Regions from separate parts of the Sminthopsis crassicaudata genome. Here region 2 is linked to region 1. Evidence: chromatin contacts called from public Hi-C data. All regions are on one chromosome and are shown on one strand. Each heading gives the region's core, a stretch centred on a gene start, on an enhancer-like site or on the middle of the called end of the contact. The rest is flanking DNA. Distances are from core to core; before and after follow the strand shown. Region 1 holds the start of CCDC34 (coiled-coil domain containing 34). Region 2 holds the start of LGR4 (leucine rich repeat containing G protein-coupled receptor 4).

Region 1 (4,874 bases), core at 285-2,784:
TGGAGCACTGGGCATATGAAGTGACTTGATAGCAAGATGTACAAAAACAACATTGGATACTAGACTTAGAGGATTAAAAGCTGGTCAGGAACTTCCCTCATTTTGGAACAGAGTTTAAGTGATTTTCATTAGGTCACATGGGGATAAAGATAAAGCTCAATTTAAGATCTAGTTTGACTCATTGCTTCCCCAGTTGCCTCCTTAGCTATCTTTGGATGTGGCTAACATCATGGTATCTATAATCGTGTCACTAGACACTTTTTGGGAGGGGGGCCGACGCTGAAATTGCATCAATGTACAGACACCTCCAGTGCCCATCAGCCGGCTTTCCAGAAGCCCGGAAATTAACAGGGCAACAGTAACCCGATCAGTAACTTAGTTGCGCTCGGAGATACATCTGGCAGAGCTGGAAGCGAGCCCTGAAGGCACCAACGTGTTCTTGAGGTTAGTCTTGTATCCAATAAGCCAGGTTCCCTTGCATCACTTTGAAATAGATTCAGTGTGAATTTCATGAGCAAGTTTACAGGAGACAAGCTCTCGGGGCTTCCGAAATGTCTTTGTGTGTGAGGGAGTGTTTAGGAGAAGGAAGCCAGTGCTGTCGTCTCATTGGATCAGGGAGTTCCCAAACTCGCATCAAAGTGAACTACCCTTCGCACAAGCCAGGATCTCTATAAAGTTGGGGATCCCGGAGAAGGGGCGCGCGCAGCACTAAAAGAAGAACCAAAGGGCTCCGAGTAGAGAAGACCGGGCCGAGATCTCCTGGAGGGAGGGAGGGAGGAAGGAGGGAGTTCGCAGGTGCAGGGGCTGGGCAGGGGGCGAGGTCAGAGAAGGAGATTGGTTAGAGGCGCCCGAGAGAGGGCCGGCGGTGGCTGCCGCCACTACCAGCCCCACAGAAGCGCAGCGCGCTCAAATCGCTTCCGGAACGACCGAGGGGATCGGGGGCGGGTCCCTTTACCTGGCGCGCCCCAAGGTCTCCCCTCCTTCCGGGGACGCGGCCCTCCCCCCGTGGTCGGCCTCCTCGTTCTTTTCCTCCCCGAGCAGTAGCGACGTTTTCTGCTCCGCCCTGCTGGATAGGGGCGGCGGACTCCCGGGCAGCGCTTCACTGTGGGTCCCGGCCCGGTCCCGGGGGGCGGGTTCGGGCAGCGCTTCGCAGTCGGCCTCGGCCCGGTCCCAGGGGGCGGGCTCTGGCTGGTGCCGCCTCCGGCCCCGGCGCCGCCGCAGTTCCTCGGCCTCGTCGCAGTCAGTCGGCAGGCTGTGCGACAGGGACAGCAGCGAGACGGACGCCGGGCTCGAGGCGGGCCGCGCAGCGGACGGGGGCTCCGAGCCAGAGCCTCCAGGGGCCTGTTCCCGCCTGCGCGGTGGCGGCTGCGCGCCCTCCTCAGTCTCCATGGCCGCGGCCACACCGCCCGCGTCGGGCCGGGGGAGGGGAGGCCGAACGGAACCCGCCGCTAAGGCCGAGGCCGCCGTCGCTGCCAAGTTCAAACCGGCGCTGCCGCCGCGGCGGGAACGCGCTCCCAGGAGACACCGCGCCGGACGCCACAGCCAATCCGGGGCCGAGAGAGGCACGCGTTGCTAGGGCAGCGCGAGACTTCCCTTACCCCCATCCGGCCGGGCTTTGTTTTGCTCCGCCCTTGGCGTCAGCGCGGTCTCCCCGCGTGCGCGACTGCCTGCGAGGGGCGCTGTGCGACCTCGACCTGGCTCGGTCCCCTGTCACCCCAAACGCTTTGGCAAAGAGTGACCTGCAGGGCCATCCTACCCAAAGCTTCCCACGAGGAAGGGGGAGGGCGGGCCCTTCTCTGCACTTTTGGATGGATACTATACTACATAAACTTGGAGATTCTTAGCCTTCTTTGTGTCACAGGACCCTGGACCCAAAGCTCCTACTATGTGCTAGATACTGTGTCCAAAGGGAAAAATCAGTGAGCATATTAAGCACTAACTGTATGCCAGGTAGTGTTTCAACCACTGAAGATATAAAGGGATAAAAGAGGTAGTGTTCATTTATTAATCACCAACTATATGCTGTGCCAACCACTGATGATATAAAGGGAAAAAAGAGGTAGTTATTAATCACCACCTATGTGCCAGGTACTGTGCCAACCACTGAAAATATAAAGGAGAAAAAGCAGCAGTGATCATTTATTAATCACCAATGTGCCAGGTACTCTGCCAACTACTGAAGATATAAAGGGGAAAAAGAGGGACTGATCATTTATTATTCACCGACTATGTGCCAAGTATTCTGCCAACTGCTGAAGATACAATGGGAAAAATAGTCAATGAACATTTATTAAATGCCCAATCATTAGGAATGTGAAGAAAAAAAAGAACATTAATTAAGCATCTACTGTATGCTAAACCATGTTTGTGCTAATAATAGTGCTGAGCATACAAAGAAAGTCTCTTCTTGAGTAGCTGTCTTTAATGGAGGAGACAACATGAAAACAAGATGTATAGCTGTAAGTGTGTCTATATACATATATAATGTATATACCTACATTTTACATATTTGTATGTGTGTATATATACATACTTACGTCCTATATATGATAAGTTTGAGCTAATCCACTGAGAGAAGGCACTAGAATTAAGGTAGATAAGAAAAGGCTTCTCTCTTATTCTTGAAGGAACCCGGGGATGGCAGGAAACAGTCTGGGAAGCCTCTGAAAGCCTCAGAAGAATGTTTTTTAGTATACATAGGGATTACAAAGGAAATTATTTCAAATACTGTTATAGAACTACTCAAAGAAACAAGTTCAGAGGTCTCAAGTTAAGATTGTTGTTTGTCCTTCATTCTGGAAGAGGACCATGACATCAGAGAAGGAATGCCATAATATGCAAGTGAATTGGATTTCAGAGAGGGAGGGCTGCGCAAGGTCACCTGCCTCACTTTTTCCCTCTGGAACCATCTGGGTCTAAGACCAGATAACGATCAGGATGACTGCAGATGGCCCTGGGTGCACTGGGAAGCCTTGACCTTTTTAAGCTAAGGTCTTCATCAGGTCTCAGTTTGACAATGATTAAGTCTAGGTTTAAAAAAAAAAAAAAAAGATTCTGAGAAGAAAAAACCACTGGATGAGACCTTCTGATCTGGAGGAAGCTCCTTCATAATCAGGATTCTTTCATTCTCTCTATTTTTACCTCCATAAGCTCATGGCAGGCATTTAATAAATATTTGGTGATTAAGCAGGAGGGGACCATAACAAGTCAAAGAGTCTAATCCCTTTCATTTTACAAATGAAGAAACTGAGTGTGTGAAAGGTCTAGTTAGCTTAGCAGGGTTCAAACTCATTGTCTGCCTGACATGAAACTCAGCAAATGCTTTATCCATATGATAGCTAAGAAAACAGGCCCAGAAAGGTCCAGAGCCCAGGACACTCACCTGCTTCTAAAGTAGATGAGCCAGAGGAACATAGACTACAGGGTGGGAAAGTTCTTCAGAGGCTACCTATTTCAGTCCTTATTTCATAAAGAGGGAAATTGAGGAACAGGTTGTGACTTGTTCAAGATCACAGGTACAAAGCAGCAGAGATAGAGCTGGAATCCAGATCACATCCTCCCAAATCTAATGCTTTCTACCTCACAGAGTTGTTAGGATCAAATGAGATCTTTTTAAAATGCTTAACAGTGCAGGGTACATAGCAGGTGCTAAATAAATGCTTGGTTCCCTTTCCCTTCCTCCCTTTTCACTGCTTTCCTTCTATTCTAACTTCTTAGCTCTAGAACTGGGAGGTGCCTCAGAGTTCCAAAGCCAGGCCCAAAATAGAACCAAAGAGGTTGCCTCAGGTCACACAATAAGTTCCCAGCTAATAATTTAACTTAATTTCTCCGACTCCAAAACCTGTGTCCTTTTCTTTAGCATTTTATCCCTACTGCATTTTGCAGGAAAGAAAGGAAAGGGAAAAAAAAAAAAGATGAAGGGAAAGAGAGAAGGAAGGAATGAAAGGAAGGAAAGGAAAAGAAGGGGAAGGAAGGAAAGGAAAGAAAAGGAGGAAGAAAAACCTGGGAAAGCTAACCCAATTCCTTTACAGATAAGGAAACTGATCAAAACGATCAGTGGATGTGCCCAAAAACAAATGGTAGAGCTAGCATGAGTCTTTGTTTTTCATGTCAAAAACCAGTACTTTTTTCATGTACCACACGGATTCCAGAGGCAGAAAATCCCGTTCCCATCTCAGGTGCCACATAAGAAGAAATTTGTTGATAACAAGAATCCTCTCTGTTTATGAACTCATACTATAATAGAACTTCAATGGTTATTTTGGGGGGATTTCAGCAAAACATAAGCTTCTTGAGGGCTGGAACTATTTGATCTTGGTCTTTTTATATTCTGCACATAGTGCTTTTGCAGAGTAGACTCACTGCTTAACTTGGATTGAAAGTATAGTTGTACACAAAACAAAATGTTTTTCAATTTCAAGTTGGAACTTACACATACCTAAAGGTAAAAGGGAGTGGGGAAAAAATAACTCCTTCAAAATTGGATTATCAGCTTTCTCCAATCATGTGTTGGTCTTTAGTCTTTGTTTACTCTTGACATTTGGACACATTTGGTATAGATGCCAGGAAAAAAATTTTTAAATCATTTAGGCACTGCCCTTGTTTGATCAATTAGCCATGCTGTGCACCTGTAGTAGCAACTCATGACTTTACAAGTATTTGATTGGGTGTCCTATAGATAAAGGATTAAGCTTGTTTTGCTCAACCCCAGAAGGCAGAACCAGGAGTCATGGGATGAAATTGTTTAGAGGCAGATTGTAACTTGGGCATAGGGGAAAAATTTCCTAACATAGATGTCCAAAAGTATAGGAGGAGAAGAGAAAGGTAGTGAGCACTCCGTTCATGAGAGTCTTCAAGCTAATGATGATGAGCAC
Region 2 (5,172 bases), core at 1,802-4,301, 130 kb after region 1:
GGGCTTTTGAAGTAGGCCCTTTCTACCTCTATTACCTTGTTGGACACATTCACTTCCCTTTCTAGCCCTTGATTTCTTCACCTGTAAAATGAGAGGTGAGATGTGATCACCTCCAAATTAATCCTTTGCATTTAAAAATCCATGATCCTATGATCCCTTCACTCCAACCAAAAGCTTACCTAACCTAATAAAAAAATCTCAGGGTCTTTTATTAGGGAATAAAACTGTTCAACACTAGATTCAAAGGCAGCATTGCTTGGATTAATATTAGAAGGCATACTACATGAATAATTAAAAGTAAAATACTTACAAAGGCACAATTACCAAGAGGGGAAGTGAAGTAGGGGGGAAAAAAAAAAAGCTAACCATAATGGCAAAGCCCGAGGTGGTCTGCAACGGTATGGAACATACTGATAACAACTCTCTATTTTTCTACTCATTAGAAATCCTATCTATAGGACACAAGAAGCCCTCTCCATCATTTGTCTGACAAACAACAACAACAACAACAAAACCTCATCCCTCTTGGAGACAAGAGCTTTCCAAACAGTTTTCCAGACATCCTTACATTCCCTCTAATTCTCTTAAGTTAATCATTTATTAGATGCACACTATAATGATGAGAAGAGAAGGAAGGATCTGGGATTAACATTCCAACTAGCTCAGTTATGGATTTGAATCCAGCACTTAGCGGCTGAGTATAATAAATGTTTCTCTTTGACTAACCAGTTCTCCATCCACCCCAACCGCATTCATCTATGTAAACAGGTCCTAACGATTTATTTACTCGAAGCTCAGAAGGATAAAGGAGTGACCCAGAGACACAGCTTTAGGGTCAGATGCATGATCTGTCTCCAATTCCCCCAGACCTCAAGTCATCACTCCACAGCTGACTCAGCAGACACAGAACAGGATCTGCACTCAGGATATTCTGTGTAAGTGACAGAAGCCCAGTGCTTGGGACACCTACTTATTTCCAACTTTCTTTTTTTCTAAACTGAGGGTTTGGGCCCTTAATGGGCTTCTTTGTAGCTTCGTTATTGACACAGGACCCCTCTCCAGTCAAGTCCATGGATCAACAAGGTCAGCTGGCAATAAGCTGCTGAAATGTATGGGGAAAGAAGATACAATGTAACTTATCATGCACCACCCAAAACTGTAGTTGAGGTTTCCTGACACCTGAGCCTCCAAGAGATCAACCGTCCCTCTTTAAAAGTCAAAAGCAATCCCCTCAATCCTCCTCCCTTCCTCAGAAGACCCTGGTTTTACAGGAGGGCTGCAGGGAGGGATCTGTTCTGGACTGGATCTGATCGAACTGCCAACTTCAGGGGGGAGGGGAGGGAATCACAGGTGTTTCCTCCCTCCACGTGCAGAGACACAGGAAAATGCAAGGCACACACATCACCAGAGCTCAAGAACCCTCCATGGCAGAGGCCCAGCACCGCCGGCCCCTTCGCCCTTCCTCCACCCTTGCCGGCTGTCTTTCTTTCTTTCCTCCCTTCCTCTTTTGTTCCTTTTCCCATCCTTCACTCCTTGCTTTTTTCCTTGCTTCCTCCCTTTTTCTTTCCTTCCCTCCTCCTCCCTTTATTCTCTCCTTTCCTCTCCTTTCCTTCCTTTTCTTTCTTCTCCCTTCCCTTTCCAGTTTCCTTCCTCTTCACCCTTCTCTCCCTTCTCTTTCCTTCCTTCTCTTCTCTCCCTTCTATTCTCCTTTTTCCATCTCTCTTGTGTCCTTTCCTCCTCTTTTTCCTTCCTTTTTCCTTCCTTCCCTTCTACCCTCCTCTTTCCTCTCTCCTCTCCCCTCTTTCCTTCTTCGTTTCCTCTCCTTTTCCCTCCCCTTCACTCTTTCCCCTTCCCCATCTCTTCTCTCTCTCCTTCTTTCCTCCTCTCCCTCCTTCCTTTTTCCTTCCTTCCCTTCTACCCTCCTCTTTCCTCTCTCCTCTCCCCTCTTTCCTTCTTCGTTTCCTCTCCTTTTCCCTCCCCTTCACTCTTTCCCCTTCCCCATCTCTTCTCTCTCTCCTTCTTTCCTCCTCTCCCTCCTTCCTTTTTCCTTCCTTCCCTTCTACCCTCCTCTTTCCTCCCCTCCTTTTTTCTCCTCTCCTTTTCCCTCCCTTCCTTTCACTCTTTCCCCTTCCCCCATCTCTTCCCTCTCTCCCTCTTTCCTCTCCTCCCTCCTTCCTTTTTCCTTCCCTCTCTCCTCCGTCCCTTCCTCTTCTCTCTCCTTTTCTCCCCTCCCTCCCCCTTCCTTTTCTCCCCTCCCTCCCTTCCTCCTTCGCTCCACCGCCGGCCCTTCCCGGCCCGGGACCCGCTCCCGGCTCTCCCCGGGGAAGCCCTTGGCAGCCTCGGAAGTTCGGGGCGCTGGGCCCTGGGGCTGCGCTCCCTCCCGGCCGGGCGGGGGACTCACAGGGAGTGGGTGAAGGCGCTCAGTCCGTCGGGCACGGCCGTCAGCCCTCTGCCGGTGCAGTCCACTCCGCGGTCTCCGTCGCAGCGGCAAGGAGCCGGGCAGGGCGGCGGGGATGCGCCGCTGGGCCCGGCCGAGCAGCCCCAGCCCAGAGCCAAGAAGCAGAGCAAGCCGAGGCACGGCATCGCCGCCGCGGCGCGCCCGAGCGCAGCGCCTCGCTCTGCGGCCCGGGGCGGGCGCCCGGCAGCCCGGGCTGCGGCTCCTGCGGCTCCCGCGGCTCCGCGTCCGCCTTCTCCGCCTTCACGTCGCGCTGCGCCCCCTGCTCTCGCCCGGGCGCTCCGCGGTGGGGCCGGGCCGGGCCGGCCGGGCTCTCTCTCCGCACTCCTAGCCCCGGGCGCAGCCGCTCGCGGCGCTGGCGCTGTGTCTGGCTGCCCGCGGCGGCTGCAGCTCCATGGATGGGCAGAAGCGGCTCGCCCCTCAGCGCTGCCTCCCCGGCTCAGCAGGGACCCCGGCGAGCCGGCAGCGGCGACGCGCAGCCCGGCCGGGGCTCGGCCATGGCAGTCGGCAGCTCCCTCGGCCCTCCTCGCTCGGCGCCGCCGCCGCCCCTCAGGGTTGCGGAGCGGGCCGCTCGGCCATTCCGCCCGCGCCCGGGCCGCCCCACCCCCGTCTCAGCCCCTGCTCGCGGCTCTCGATCGCACAGCCCCCGCTCCGAGGCGCGCTGCAGCCGCCGCGGGCCTCCCTTTCCCTTCTAGGGTTGCACGCTCCGGCTCTCGAGCCCCAGACCGCGGAGTTATGCAAATCACTTAGGTACATGCAAAACGAGCCCTCGTCCCCGAGCGCTATTGGCGCGGCGACGGCTCGAGCTCATTAATATGGACCGAAGCGAGTCTCCATTGGCTGCGTGGAGGGGGAGGAGGCGGGCAAGGCTTTGGGGGCGTGTCCCCTGGGTGTGAGTGACAAGGTAGTGGGGGGAAAGGGGGCGGGGAAGAGGCAAAAATCCCTGACTTGGCTGGTTTGTGGGGCAGGTTGAGAGGCCGCTGCGCTGGTGGACGAAAGACCAGCTTGAAAGCTCTCCCTTCCCTGCCCGGTTTATCTCTTCTTCCTGCCCCGACACTCTCCACTGAAATCGGAGCAGGCTGAAGTGAGGGATTGAAAGGTAAAAAGCCTGTCCCTTCTGCCCTCAGTTAGGTTAGAATTGTCTCCTTCCCACGTATATAAAAAAGTGCAAAGGGACCTGGGCTGGCTGGGACTTGACAAAGAGATGTCGCGGTGGCTAAAAACTCTGATTTGTTTTTTGGTTTTTTTTAGTCGACTACGAGCAGTCTTTGGCCCCCGAGAAAAGTCCCGAAGTCACATCTTGAGTGTCCTGCCAACTGGAGAGCTTTTGGAATCAGAATCCCATTTCTACAGCAGACCACCTGGACGACCTTGGGCAAATTCCTTAATTTTCCTCAGTTTTCCCTTCTGTAAAATTCTGGTGGGGGAGGCTGGACCAGCACACAACCGCAGTCCCTTCTAGCTCTTCATCTCTGATCCTGACATCTAGCCATGTTTCATCATATATTATTTCCCTTTTTAATCTGCAGATCAAGAAGCAGCTATACTCGGAATGAATTATCCCCATTTCCTTTTTATGATCTTTTAATAGAGAGGAACCTTGAGAGCAAAAGACACAGAGAGAGGAAATTTTAGTGGGAGGAGAGAGCAGGAGATACAAACTCATTCAACAAGCATTTATTAAGCCCCTACTATGTTCCATGGGAGGGGGCTTCCCGTTTAAAGGGGGGGAAATTAAACAGCTCCTTTCCTTCTACGTGCTCTCCAAGATCCCCTTTTCTTACCTCAGTTTTATGATTCTTAGTTTAACATTTTCTTTTAAATTCTAAATTCAATATATTCCTTAACTTTAATGGGAGTTGAGAAGGAGAGAGCCAACTTCAATTTAATTGCATTGCAAAAAAAAAAAAAAAACTAGAATTCTATTCCTGGTGCTCTTGTTCCAAATCCAGTGCTCTCCCTATTCAGTACCATGCTTCTCAGGGATGGTCAAGGAATGGTTAGTCTCCTTTCCTTTGTAGGATGGAAAATACTATGTTAACTAAATTAGTCAGGAGATTGTCCATTATAAATAAAAGATGAAATGTTGAAAATCGATTGATCAACCAACATGTATTTGTTAACATATCTACTATATGTCAGGCACAAAAACAAAACAAAACAAAACAACAACAACAACAACAAAACAGTCCCTGACACCCAGAAATCTCTATTTTGTAGATAGCTGTGATATGCCTGATATTTACTATTTTTGAATAAGTCATGTGAATGCAATGTTGAAGGTCAAATTTCCAGTTTAGGCCTCTAGATTTTTACCCATTTACCATTTAAAAAAGATTAGGATACTATGAAAAATTCAATTCACTTGAATTCCTCAAGCACTTACTGAGTGGTTATTATGTGCCAGGCATTTTTCTGGGTCCTGCGTCTTAGCAAGTGTCTTATCCTTTCTGATACTCAAGTTTCTTCATTTGTAGAGAAAAAAGGGTTGAACTAGACAACATCTAAGGTCCCTTCTGTTCTAAATCTTAGTTGATCATTTTTTAAGGAAATAGTTATTCAGACTTGATAAATTGGTTATGAAAGAGTGGTTCTTAACATAGAATCTTTGAATTTTTTTGTATAACTATTTCAATATAATTGATCCTCTTTATATCCTATGTATTCCATTTTATGCACTTAAAACATTATTCAGAGAAAGGGTCCATAGGCTTCGT

Evidence for each region. Hi-C and Micro-C count contacts between places; a contact is called where the count stands out from the background.
Region 2: a contact with region 1 is called in a Hi-C map of fibroblasts, with 4 times the contacts expected there. The contact joins the promoter of LGR4 here to the promoter of CCDC34 in region 1.

Annotation. Positions count from the first base shown.
Region 1 is chr6:216,739,850-216,744,723 of ASM4859323v1, forward strand. It overlaps CCDC34 (coiled-coil domain containing 34), which reads right to left and starts at 1,535. Exons shown (of 8, transcript XM_074276839.1): 1 at 956-1,535. The coding sequence starts at 1,389.
Region 2 is chr6:216,867,657-216,872,828 of ASM4859323v1, forward strand. It overlaps LGR4 (leucine rich repeat containing G protein-coupled receptor 4), which reads right to left and starts at 3,052. Exons shown (of 18, transcript XM_074274982.1): 1 at 2,402-3,052. The coding sequence starts at 2,583.